2 separate regions of the Macaca mulatta genome follow, and region 2 is linked to region 1. Evidence: chromatin contacts called from public Hi-C data. All regions are on one chromosome and are shown on one strand. The core of a region is the stretch at or near the end of the contact, and the rest is flanking DNA. Distances in the headings are between cores, read along the strand shown. Region 1 overlaps LOC144329841 (a long non-coding RNA gene). Region 2 overlaps INO80 (INO80 complex ATPase subunit).

Region 1 (6,600 bases), core at 1,774-4,273:
GGAGGAGCAGCTCAGTTGGCTGTAGGAGGGTGTCACCTTTGATGGGGGTGGGCAGTGGGAGCAGCGGCTTGAACCCACTTGGGAAGGCTGCCTCCTAGGCTCTGCTGAGTCATCTTGCAGTTGCCACACTGTGACCATGTTGACGGGAGTAGAGTAGTGCTGTTGGCCAGGAGGTGTCAGGTGTGAGTGTATTCTGCCAGCTTTTCATGCTGTTCTTCAGAGCTGCAGTTATGCCAGACCATTAGCCTGCCTCCTGGTAGAGGCCCTTTACCTGGAGAAGTCAGAAATCTGACCCAATTCCACCCCTGCCTCTAGCAGCTCTTCTGTCCCTGTCATTCCCCATACACATCCTGTTCACCTCGAGAGAGAGAGAGCACCTTCTGTCTGTTCACTCTGTGGCCTCTGGAACTCCAGCTCTTCTGCCTCAGAAGAAGCCTTCTCTTCCACCTGCCTGTAGATGTCCCAGAAGTGAGAAGGCAGCCTTCGAAGTCCTGGGCATTGGGTGAGAAAGTGAGGCTAGTGGGGGCATGCTTTTGTGCACACTGTCTGGGGCTCCAGTGTGAAGGGTGCCCTGGTGCTGAGGGCCTTGTGGAGGATGGTCGGTGATGGCGATGGAGGTGGAGAGCATTAAACTGTCTGCACTGCACTGGTGGCTTTGTGTCGATGCTGGGCCAAGTGGTGTGTGAGTGATCTCCAGGCGGGGCTGGAGTGTCACAGGGAGGCTGCCAGGCCCTACGTGCCCCCACGCCTTGGCACATGGTCCTTCACCTTGTCCCCCAACTCTTCCTCTCCAGGGCTCATTGGGGATTGCAGCCAACCAGCCTGAATTGGGAAGCAGGGGCAGTTCTTCCCTTTGGCCAGCAGATGGTGCTGCTCCCCACAGAATCCTTTGCTTTCGGGCAACTGTGAGCAGTGATTTCTGTCACTCTGTTAGTGCTTGCTTCCTCCCTACGTGTCCCAAGAATTTTCTTGGAGTCAGCCGGGTGTGGTGGGTCACGCCTGTAATCCCAGGACTTTGGGAGGCCAAGGTGGGCGGCTCACGAGGTCAGGAGATCGAGACCATCCTGGCTAACATGGTGAAACCCCGTCTCTACTAAAAAACACAAAAATTTAGCCGGGCGTGGTGGCGGGCGCCTATAGTCCCAGCTGCTTGGGAGGCTGAAGCAGGAGAATGGCGTGAACTCGGGAGGTGGAGTTTGCAGTGAGCTAAGATCATGCCACTGCACTCCAGCCTGGGAGACAAAAAAAAAAAAAAAAAAGAATTTTCTTGGAGTCTCCACTGTCTAACCATAACTTGAAGCCCCTCATTCTTCCTCCCTCGAGTAGCCCTCAGGCATGCTAGACTTTGCTTGCCCCTCTGCCAGTTTGGATCCCTGCCTTCCCCGCTCCTGCCTGGCTTTAAGACAGCCCTGCCACTGTCTGCCATTTAACCACAATGTTGAGGCCCAGCATGAAGGTGAAACTGCTGTGGCCTGTATCCATGGCATCTGGCGGATATGTTTTCTCATCTTGCTCCTGTGACCTGCTCCTCCCCACAAATTACACATCTTTAGTTGTGGCTAAATCCTAGGGAGTCCTGGAGTGTGGCCTCCCCGTGACATCAGCAAAGCACCCTTTGCCCCGTGGACTGGTGTTCACAGTGCACTGCCCAGCTCTGTGGGTGTGATCTATCAGCTGGCAAAACAGTTCCTGCAGTTAGGCCAACATCACTGGCCACTGCAGGCTGCTTTCCCCTCTTCCTAGCCAGGCATGGGGTCTCACACTTGCAGTCTTAGCTACTTGGGAGGCTGAGGAAGGAGGATGGCTTGAGCCCAAGAGGTGAAGCTGCAATGAATTATGAATGTGCCACTGCACTTCAGCCTGGGTGACAGAGCAAGGACCCTCTTTTTTTTTTTTTTTTTTTGAGACGAAGTCTTGCTCTGTCACCCAGGCTGGAGTGCAGTGGTGCAGTTTTGGCTCACTGCAACCTCCGCCTTCCAGGTTCAAGGATTCTGCTGCCTCAGCCTCCTGAGTAGCTGGGATTACAGGTGCACATCACCACGCCTGGCTAATTTTTGTATTTTTAGTAGAGATGGGTTTCACCATGTTGGCCAGGCTGGTCTCGAACTCCTGACCTCAAGTGATCCGCCCACCTCACCCTCCCAAACTGTTTGTATTACAGGCATGAGCCACTGTACCCAGCCAGAACCCTCTTTTTTTGTTTTGTTTTTTTAAAGAATTTTATCTCCTGCAGTATAGGTTGAACTTTGCTGCAGAATTCCCTAACTACTAGAACAAGAGGATCTCTTCATGGCCTCTATTAGCTGAGAGGGCTAATGGGAAGCTGCCCATTTTTGATGACCCCTCAGACTCCCGTCTTCCTCCAAAAGCAGATGTGGGGGAGGGGTCCCGTTGAGTAGAGCGCATCCTAATTCTGTTCTTCGCACTGTCCCAGGAGGTTTGGAGGGCTCCTGCTTCCTTCTCCCCATGTGGCCTAGGCTCCCCTTACACCTACCATAGTCAGCTGAGGGCCCAGGGTCTTTGTCCCCCGACTGTGAGTATAAAGCTTAGCTTGCCTCTGAAGGGGTCACTTTCTTACTTAGAGAAAACAGACTGCGGCCTCTGTCTTTGCACATAATGAGCGCCTAATACATGTTAGTTAAACAAACACTGCCCTATTGCTCCCTGCTCCCAGAAGGCTTGGCTGAAGCAGCCTGGGACACCCCTGCCCCTTCTGTCTTCTCCCAAGCCAGCCCATCTGGTCCTAGGCTGCTTCCTCCTTCCTGGGAAAAGGCCCCAGGCTTCCCTGGCAGGGACAGAATAGGGTTCCGGTGAGTCAGGGCAACGGGAAGCCACAGCTCTTAGATCCCTGGAAGCCAAGCAAGACCTGGAATGGAGAGCGGAGCGGAGGCCCTCAGGACTTTGGCCCTAAGCCTGGGGGAGGGCCAGAGGGGGGTGGGGTGGGGGAGCAGCTGTGTGGGCAGGGGCCAAGATGAATGAGCTACTCCTGGAGCGGTCACTGGAAATAGGAGGAGTGGCCACAGGCAGTGACGCTGGGACCAGGGCAGGAGGCCTGTAAACAAGGAAGCCACCTGGGGGAGACGCAGGGCGGTCACTGGTCCTGGGGAGCAGGTGCTTCCTGAGGCCCGCCCTGGAGAGGGCCCTGGGGGCCGCCCCGCCGAGTCTGCAGCAGGCGCTAGGAGGCGCCGTCTACCGGCTTCCAGAGCCCACCGCTCCCTACCCTGGCTCCCTACCCTGGCTCCCGGGGGTGTGGCCGCCGGAGGGTGTGCCGGCCCAGCGTCCCAGGCCCTGCTGGCCCGGCCTCTCCCTCCCTTCTGTCACCGCAGCCAACTGGCCAAGGGCACCAGCCCTGGAGAGGGCTCAGGGCTCAGCCTGGCCAGCTCGGGTATGAGCTCATTCCCCGAGACCACCAGTTCTAGTTCCTGCCCCTCCCCCAAAGGCTCGGGTCGCAGGCTGGGGCCTGGCACCCACCCCAAAGGTTGGGAGGGGGCTCCGAGGCCATCAGGCTCCAGGCCTCCGTTGGCTCTGCCCCCTGGCGCCAGGGAAACAAAGGTTAGGGGCCCAGAGGGAGTTATCTGGCCCCATCCCCACCGGGTGGGGGAAGGGGGACAAGAGGGGGCGCAGTTCCCCTCCACTCTCCCAGCCGTACTGATTCTTCGAGACACTTTCACAGGCGGAAATTCCCAGAGGTCAGAGGAGGGAAACGGTTAATTCCTTTTATTCAATGGGTCCCCCCTACACGCCTCCCCCCAACTTCCTCCCTCCACTTCCCGCCCCCCCTGTGTGAACAGGAAGTGGAGAGGAAAAGGCTCTGAGCGGAGCAGCTGGGAGCAGGAGGCAGGGAGTGGGCGGCGGGCTTGGTGCCAGCCCTGCCCCTCATGCTTAGTTGCCGGAGGGCCAGGCCAGCCGCGGCCTGGGAAAGAACCTGCAGCCCCGCTGGCGAGTGACAGTTCAACCGGGAAACAGCAATGTCCATGCCCCCTTTCCTTAACCTGCTCCCAGGTTACAGGCTGCTGTCCTCAGGGTGCCAGACATCTTCTGCTCAAGAGCCAGCTGCCCTGGCCACCGCAACCCCACCTCCACCACCAGGCTGGGCATCCCGAGGCTGGCAGGCATCTCTTCAGGCAGCCGCCAGTCCTGGCACTGGCTCCCTCACTCAGCCCCTTGGCCCTGCCAGCCCTTTGAAGCTCACGCAGTGCTTCCTGTTTGGGGCGGGCGATGCCAGGGCCCCTCCCCCACCATTGTTCTAGAGAGACCATAGGTCCATCTGTTGCCCCATGGTGGGGCCCCTAGGCAGTGCCACACGGGAGCAGCACCACAAAGGACCCTGCTGGCAGCTTTGCTTATGTGGGGTGAGACTGGGCCCTGTAGCAGGTTGAGGGTGAATGGTGGTCAGAGGCAGGCCTGGGGCAGGCAGTGGGACAGGATGCTAGAAAGTTCTGGTGTTGGGGCAGCTGGAGCCCTCAGCTTTTTCCTCCGCCTGGAGCATGGAGATGATATTCAGGGAGCCATGCATGCTGAAGCCACCAGGAGAGGCCACCATTCTCATGCCTGGATTCCCAAAAGGAAAACTGAGGCAGAGGGGCAAACTTTGGTCTAGGATGACCAATAAAAGGGCCACAAAATAAGGTTGTCGTTTCAAGGGGATTGGCCCCTCTCCAGATGCCTGGTAATTGGGTGCTTTCCTCTCCCTGAGCAGCTTTACCGTGGCTCAGCTTTCACCTTGAACCAGCCCTTACTGAGCAGTCAGAAACCATACTGTGAGGTCAGGAGAGGTTGCACGGCCTTAGTTTGGTGGCCAGCAACCCATGTCCACTGAGAATAAGCTTGGGCAGAGAAAAGGGAAAGGGTCACTGGTCTGGCCCCCAGGAAGGTGGCTGCTGCTTCTGGTTCCCAGGCTGCTGTGACCAAAGGTCTGTTTGTGTTTGCCAGGTGCAGAGGCAGGTGCCTGCAGCTCCCCTTCCCTCCATGGCATGATCTCCCAGTTCTGACCCTTGACCTGCTCCCTACCGGCATCCCCATAGGGCTGGAAGGTGAACCCCACTTCCCTCACCAGGTCCTCTGGTTTCTCTTCCCAGGCCAGGACCTAAACTGTTCACAACTCCCAGCAGGCCAGAGCTGCAGAGACCTCAGATAGAGACTGTAAAGTGCTGTGGAAGCCTTGTTCAAATAAAAACGTTCATGAATGTCCAGTACTTGAAATTGATATGCTGAGATTCTCCAATGGAAACTGGGCTGGAGGCACACACACCCCTGTTCACTGAGCCTGTTCTCCTCTCCTAGCTCAATCTCTCTCTCTCTGTTTTTTTTTTTTGTTTTTTGTTTTTTGTTTTTTTGAGACGGAGTCTCGCTCTGTCGCCCAGGCTGGAGTGCAGTGGCTGGATCGCGGCTCACTGCAAGATCCGCCTCCCGGGTTCACGCCATTCTCCTGCCTCAGCCTCCCGAGTAGCTGGGACTACAGGCGCCCGCCACCTCGCCCGGCTAGTTTTTTGTATTTTTTAGTAGAGACGGGGTTTCACCATGTTAGCCAGGATGGTCTCGATCTTCTGACCTCGTGATCCACCCGTCTCGGCCTCCCAAAGTGCTGGGATTACAGGCTTGAGCCACTGCGCCCGGCTTTTTTTTTTAAAAATAGAAACAACACCTTGCTGTATTGCCTAGGCTGGTGTGCAGTGGCGCGAACATAGCTCACTGCAGCCTTGAATTCCTGGGCTCAAGTGATCCTCCCGCCCCAGGCTCCTGAGTAGCAAGGACTATAGACGCCACACCTGGCTAATTTTTATTTTTATTTTTTGTAGTGACGGGGGTCTTGCTAGGTTGCCCAGGCTGGTCTTGAACTCCTGACTTCAAGCAGTCCTCCCACCTCAGCCTCCTAGAGTGTTGGGATTACAGGCCTGAGCCACTGTGCCTGGCCCCCTATCCCAATATCTATAAGATGCCAGGATGCCCAGGAACCCAGTTTGACAGACACCGTGCTGCTGATCCCACCTCCTGACTTTACAGCTGCTGAATTGCAGAAGACAAATTGGTAGCTAACAGGAGGCTCCATCCTGGATCCTGCCCCTGTCCATGAGATTCAGCCTTGATTAACGGTGTTCCCATGCTGGTTGTGAGCAGGGCATCATCCTAGGTCCTTCTTTATACTCGTTTTCCATCTCCAGCCAAAATGGGTTGAACTGAGGAACAAGGACATACTCTGTAGAAAGGCAAGTGCAAGTCTCTGCTCTGCCCCTACCAGCCATCAGGCTAATCAAGCCCTTAGAACCTCAATTTCTTCTCCTGTAAAATGGGAATAACTGTTACAGACCTGGAAAGGCTCTCGCGAGGCTGAAATAAGAGCGGTGCTGCCCATCTGTCAAGGTAGCCCGGGGCCTGGCGCCCAAGCAGCCCCAGGCACTTGCCCTCTTCCTTTTTACTCTGTGCCTCCTTTCTGTAGGCGTGGGACCCTGAGACCTGTCCCAGCCCTTCCCTCACAAGGCCCTCTGACTTCTTCAGATATCTGCGTGGGATTGGAAGAAAGAAGCTTGCTTGAGTAGGTTTTTCTGGTTTCTTGATGAATGGCAATTCTAATGAAAAGAGGTTCAGGATGAGAATGAGAGG
Region 2 (6,600 bases), core at 2,722-5,221, 130 kb after region 1:
GGCGTGAGCCACTGCACCTGGCAATTTCCTTCTAAATTTTTCTTTAAGGCAGTTTAGCATCATTTGTTTTCTTATTAATTTATTCAGAGTAATCAATACAAGTGGTCAATGACAGGAAATCGTATCTCTTTAGTGCCTCTGACAACCATTTAAAATATATTTATTGTCAACTTATGTTGCTCTATCAAAAATGTATTTTAGGCCAGGATCCCCTTTAGGTGGATCACCTGAGGTTAGGAGTTTGAGACTAGCCTGGCCAACATGGTGAAACCCTATCTCTACTAAAAATACAGAAATTAGCCAGCGTGGTGGCAGGTGCCTATAATCCCAGCTACTCAGGAGGCTGAGGCAGAACTGTTTGAACCCAGGAGGCGGAGGCTGCAGTGAGCCGAGATCATGCCATTGCACTCCAGCTGGGTGAAAGAGTGAAATCCCGTCTCAAAAAAAAAAAAAAAAGGATTTTAACAGACTTCATAACTCATGTTAAAGCGTCAGGTTACAGCTAGTCATATGAAAGATTTTATGTATGAAATGTTCACATACAAATAAGTCCTCAGTGGGACATGGTGTTCTATATCAGAGATGCAGAAGTTCCTTCTTCAGTATGTTATACATTTTATCTTTGGATCTGCATTCTTATTTGTTTTACTGATATCTCAGTAAGGCAGGTTGATGACCAAAATAACCATGTAGATGAAGATAACATACAAGGCAGTCTAATTTATACATTGTTATAAGGTCAAGAATACAAATTCCAAGATCAGAACAGCAACCTGGATCCTCCGTAAGAGAATAGTTATAATACCAGTACCAAATCACTCTGAGGACAATATGTTCAGCTCATATCCTCCACTTATACAGCTTTATTTTCCACAGGGCTTAAATCTCTGTAAGGAAATCTCTTAAGGCTCACAGTTTGAAAGGAGTGATCTCAAGTTGTCTAGTATGACATATGCATTGTTACCTGTTTCCATGAACCAATCAGCATCTTCTAAATAACTGTCACAAACAATTTGAAGACTATAGCTATTTTCCAGGATAGCTTGGCTGTCTTTAGGTGGTTTCTAACTACAGACTACAGAAGTGGCCGGGCGCGGTGGCTCAAGCCTGTAATCCCGGCACTTTGGGAGGCCGAGACGGGTGAATCACGAGGTCAGGAGATCGAGACCGTCCCTGGTTAACATGGTGAAACCCCGTCTCTACTAAAAATACAAAAAACTAGCCGGGCGTGGTGGCGGGCGCCTGTAGTCCCAGCTACTCGGGAGGCTGAGGCAGGAGAATGGCGTGAACCCAGGAGGTGGAGCTTGCAGTGAGCCGAGATCGCGCCACTGCACCCCAGCCTGGGCAACACAGCGAGACTCCGTCTCAAAAAAAACAAAAAAACAAAAAAACAAAAACAGACTACAGAAGTGTTTATAACATTTGACATACTGCTAGGCCCATGTAGCTATGATATGTTTGGCCTTTTCTCTAAATGTTGAGGTCCCTGTCATTACCCAAAGAAGAATTTTAACCTTCTGACAGTCTTTTAATAACATCTATGTTCCCATCTTGATTTTGGGTAGCATCTCCATTGAAGTTCATTATCTCTCTACATGGTTATGCCCATTATCACCTGAATGTCTAACATGAGGATCATTACAAAGATTAGTAGGCTAGGTGTCAGACTGTTCTTCTAATATTGAATAACTAGGAGGAAAAAGGTAAAAAGATGTAGCCATGTGTTTTGTTTGTTTCCTGAAAGTGACATCAGCAATAGCCCATCTTGCTCCCTCATTAGGTTGGAGAGATGGCAAGTCTAGCAACTTGCTCATTACGGCCAGCTAAGTAGTAGTCCAGGGCTGCCAGTTGGGACATCCACTGTCAATCAGACCATTCCTGGGCAGATGGCTGAGGTAGCAGCAGTAGCTGACCTAAAGACTTCTGAATTCTTACTAACTTCTGCAGACCAGCAACTAAATAATGTCTCTGTCAGGGATCACATGAAATCATCTTCATTTTGAGTACTCTAAAATGGCAAAATTCAACAGAAACCTGTTTCTTACTTTGTTCCAATAATATAAAGGTAGAAAATAAAAGAATGAACATTTCCTCCAATTATCTTCTCTTCAGCACTGTAGTTATTAGTAAGAAAAGAATATAGGCCGGGCGCGGTGGCTCAAGCCTGTAATCCCAGCACTTTGGGAGGCCGAGACGGACGGATCACAAGGTCAGGAGATCGAGACCATCCTGGCTAACCCGGTGAAACCCCGTCTCTACTAAAAAATACAAAAAACTAGCCGGGCGAGGTGGCGGGCGCCTGTAGTCCCAGCTACTGGGGAGGCTGAGGCAGGAGAATGGCGTAAACCCGGGAGGCGGAGCTTGCAGTGAGCTGAGATCCGGCCACTGCACTCCAGCCTGGGCGACAGAGCGAGACTCCGTCTCAAAAAAAAAAAATAAAAATAAAAAAATAAAAAAAAAAAAAAGAAAGAAAAGAATACAACTCACCACAGGGAGTTCTTTTAACAAAGCACATTATTTGTTATCACCTTTCTGGAAAAAGTCTGACTAGCAACATTCTATTCCCAAGGGTGGTCATTCCCAAATTAGAACACATTCATTTATTTTTATTTTTGGGACAGAGCCTCTCTCTGTCAACCAGGCTGGAATGCAGTGGCACGATCTCAGCTCACTGCAACCTCCGCCTTCCCAGGTTCAAGCAATCTCCTACCTCAGCCTCCTGAGTAGCTGGGCCTACAGGTGTGCACCACCATGCCTTTAATTTTTGTATTCTTAGTAGCGATGGGGTTTCGCCATGTTGGTCAGGCTGGTCTCAAACTCCTGGCCACAAGTGATCCCCTCTCCTCAGCCTCCCAAAGTGCTGGGATTATAGGCATGAGCCACCATGCCCGGCCAACATTCACTTATTTTATTTCATTTTTTTTGGGGACTGAGTCTCGCTCTGTAGCCCAGAATGGAGTGCAGTGGCGTGATCTTATCTCACTGCAACCTCCGCCTCCACGGTTCAAGTAATTCTCCTGCCTTAGCCTACTGAGTAGCTGGGATTACAGGTGTGTGCCACCACACCTGGCTAATTTTTGTATTTTTAGTAGAGACAGGGTTTCACCATGTTGGCCAAGATGGTCTCAAACTCCTGACCTCATGATCTGTCCACCTTGGCCTCTCAAAGTGCTGGAATTACAGGCGTGAGCCACTGCACCCGGCTCATTCACTTATTTTTTATGAGCTGGGTTAAAACAGTATTCTCATTGAAGTTGCTAAGTCAAGGTGATGTATAGTTTTCTGATTCCAGGTTTTAAAAAGTAGTAACAATGTTCAAAATGCTCAACATATAGCCTCAGCTTTAGAGAAACCCTGACTACTCCTAGAATGTTTTACCCAATATATACTTTTCTAGATTCTTTTCTCTTAACATTAGTTCCATCAAATCTGGTTTAGTATATGTGAACCTTGGTACCAACACACTATCCAATTTCCCTTCACGTAGCAACATGAACTGCTAGACATTGCTAGATAATGAAAAATGTATGCCTGACATGGAAGAATACAAAGAATACCTTAAGCAATATTGTGGATGGAAAAGAAAGTTTGTCCATTACTTCTTTAATCTAACTTAGCCATGAAAGAAAGAAGAAAAGACATAGAGAAGGGAAGAGGGAGAAAGAAAGAAGGAAAGGAGGGGAAGGAAAAGAAAGAGGGAAGGAGGGAGGGAAGGAGAGAGGGAGGGGAGGAAGGAGAAGGAAGGAAGGGGAAGGAAGGACGGAAGAAGGGAGGGAGGGAGGAAGAATGCCATACTATGGGGAATCTGACTTGGTTTTCACATGGTCACAGCTCTTGCTATTCTTTTGTCCCTTTCTCATGCTCTTGAATGTCTCATTACCCTGGAAGCACTGGCAGCTGTGTGCGTCTTGCCGCCAAGACTATAATATGCACACAGTAGTGAAGTTAGGCTTTTCTAAAGACTCTTTTCGCACCACACAAAAGTCTCAAGTGAAAATAAGCAGGCCAGGATGACAGGCTCCACAGCTGCACACTCCTTGCCACAGCACAGCACAGAAAACACACAGATGTTTTTCCCTCAGACCTAGACTTACTCATTTAATAAAAGGCCATGCTTTGTGCTACATGTTTTGTTTAAAATTAAAAATGCTTATGTTAAAAATTTAGGTCTCCATTACTCAAAATTAGCTTTCTACATCTTTTCTTAAAGAACATGTCAAATTTAGATACAGAGGAAAAAGTTTCACTTTAAATGAAATAGTAGTGTCGATAAATCAGCTCTTAGATTACACTGATTCTACTTTCATGGATACTTTAAGCATCCAAACAAAAAGGGGGAAAATTAATGCAGACAAACACAATAGTTTCCCAGAGTTTTCCATAAGGGGCATCTGTAGCACTTACGATCTTAGGAAATGATGATAGATACAGATACTATAGCTGAAAATTAACATTTAGTGGAAGAGTTTTTGAAAACTTCCTGTTTGGGTGAATCTTCATCAATAGCCTGTCAAAAAAACTCTAAGGATTTAATACAGAATAGTGTTTAAAACTTAACACATGCCACTCTTTTCAAAACAACTCTATATTTAGAACCTTTGTGTATTTTAAATTGCAAAATCTGAAATGTCCCCAATTTTTATAAGTCGCTTGACTCACTAGAGCTGTAGAGTATACAAAACGTTCAACCGGGCGTAGTGGCTCATGCCTGTAATCCCAGCACTCGGTGGCCGAGGAGGGCGGATCACGAGGTCAGGAGTTTGAGACCAGCCTGGCCAACATAATGAAACTCCGTCTCTACTAAAAATACAAAAATTAGCCAGGTGTGGAGGCATGTGTCTATAGTTCCAGTTACTCAGGAGGCTGAGGCGGAAGAATCGCTTGAACCCGGGAGGCGGAGGTTGCAGTGAGCCGAGATCATGCCATTGCACTCCAGCCTGGTTGACAGAGACTCTGTCTCAAAAAAAAAAAAAAAAAAAAAAAAAAGTTCAACACATACTATGCATAAGTAGACCATTACCATGACAACAGTTTCAATGAGACAGACAGGAGACAGAATCAATACTGGTACTGTACTCTGTGTCTGCCAACCATCATTTTTAATTTTTAACATGACATTTAATTGGAATAGACTCAAATCTGTTCTACCCTAAGAAAGATAACTAAATGGTATATTTATGACAGCCTCTCTTTTTTGTCTTTATTCTTCTAAGCAAAGTAAGATTTTCTTTTCTATCTCTGCTGCCTGAATAAGATTTTTTTTTTTTTTTGAGACACGATCTCGTTACCCAGGCTGGGGTGCAGTGGTGTGATCATAGCTCACTGTAATCTCAAATTCCTGGACTCAAGTGATCCTCCCACCTCAGCTTCCTTGAGTAGAGAGACAGAGTGAGACACTGTCTCAAAACAAACAAACAAACAAACAAAATCACACTCTTTACTGCAAAACAGTGTAAGAAAATAACTCTGGCCAAGGTACCATAGTGCAGGGAAGGTGTGTGAAAGTTTTGACCCAAATCTATTCCTTCTTGAAATTCTTAACAGCAAAGCAGGGTAGAACACAAGAAAATTAAGTAGAATACAGGGAGCCATGCTAGTTTTTGTTCTACAAACGTAAGAGAAGAAAGTATCTGAAAAGCATTCACATCAATTAAGAGATTTTTAAAAAAACCCAAAACTTTATCCAAAACATCCCTAAGTATCAACTGATCTGTGTCTGTAGCCTAGTTCTTAGTTTCTTGATATTTATGTATCATCCTGAAGCTAATAATACAAAAATGGTACTTCTTTGGATTCTGTAACAAAAAAAATTCATATTTTGTCTTTACCGTAGGGTGGGTGAGGGCAAGGGTTTTAGAGGCACATTATGGGGTTGGGGGAGGTGGGGAGAGGAGAGTTTCTCGCTGTTTGGATTCATTCCTTTCCCTGGGGAGTAAGAGAAGAAGGGAAGGACTGGGTTAGACTGCTGAATATGGCTCAGGTAGTATGTGACCTCACACAGCTTAGTAAGACCAATATGATAACATGTAGCTAAGTGAACACTCATCTGTCTCCACCAGAGGAGAAAAACAAAGCCTTTACCTTGATCTGATGACAGGAAGCTGTATTTAGGAGACAGGCTACAGGAACAGTATATCTCTCTTTATAAAACAAATAAAGGCATAGAAGGAAACAGAATGAAAAATTGTCTGCCTTAAGAGACAAAGCTAAAAATGGGGAAATTAATTCAAAACTAGCGTGTTAGCTCCAAAGGAGCTTTAGTCTAAAATATTATTTGAATTTCGTAAGAGAAAGAATGATGAGACCCCTTCCAACTTTTACATTTCCCCATGTCTCTTCTCAGGTCTGTTGGCTGAAGAATAACCCCAAACTTTTTTTTTTTTTTTGAGACGGAGTCTCGCTCTGTCACCTAGGCTGGAGTGCAGTGGCCGGATCTCAGCTCACTGCAAGCTCCGCCCCCCGGGTTCACGCCATTCTCCTGCCTCAGCCTCCCGAGTAGCTGGGACTATAGGCGCCCACCACCTCGCCCGGCTAGTTTTTTGTATTTTTTAGTAGAGACGGGGTTTCACCGTGTTAGCCAGGATGCTCTCGATCTCCTGA

What was found. A called contact is a pair of places that touch in the nucleus more often than the background predicts.
Region 2: a contact with region 1 is called in a Hi-C map of fetal cortex germinal zone, with 3 times the contacts expected there. The contact joins two enhancer-like sites. A contact is called at or near these places in 6 of 14 Hi-C or Micro-C datasets (CD4 T cells, blood, cortical neurons and 3 more).

The regions. Positions count from the first base shown.
Region 1 is chr7:18,268,003-18,274,602 of T2T-MMU8v2.0, forward strand. LOC144329841 (a long non-coding RNA gene) reads right to left here. Exons shown (of 5, transcript XR_013395509.1): 4 at 6,308-6,499; 5 at 1,921-6,176. It overlaps VPS18 (VPS18 core subunit of CORVET and HOPS complexes), which reads left to right. Exons shown (of 5, transcript NM_001257653.1): 5 at 1-495. The coding sequence ends at 25. Among named protein-coding and RNA genes, the nearest start is that of VPS18, 12 kb to the left of the region's middle. Within about 2 kb of position 3,024, at least 13 of the 40 cell types and tissues checked have an H3K27ac peak or open chromatin away from gene starts, as enhancers often do. A contact at or near this core is called in fetal cortex germinal zone, where this site is marked.
Region 2 is chr7:18,394,695-18,401,294 of T2T-MMU8v2.0, forward strand. The region is part of intron 24 of INO80 (INO80 complex ATPase subunit); the gene reads right to left. Among named protein-coding and RNA genes, the nearest start is that of CHAC1, 79 kb to the left of the region's middle. Within about 2 kb of position 3,972, at least 3 of the 40 cell types and tissues checked have an H3K27ac peak or open chromatin away from gene starts, as enhancers often do. A contact at or near this core is called in fetal cortex germinal zone, where this site is marked.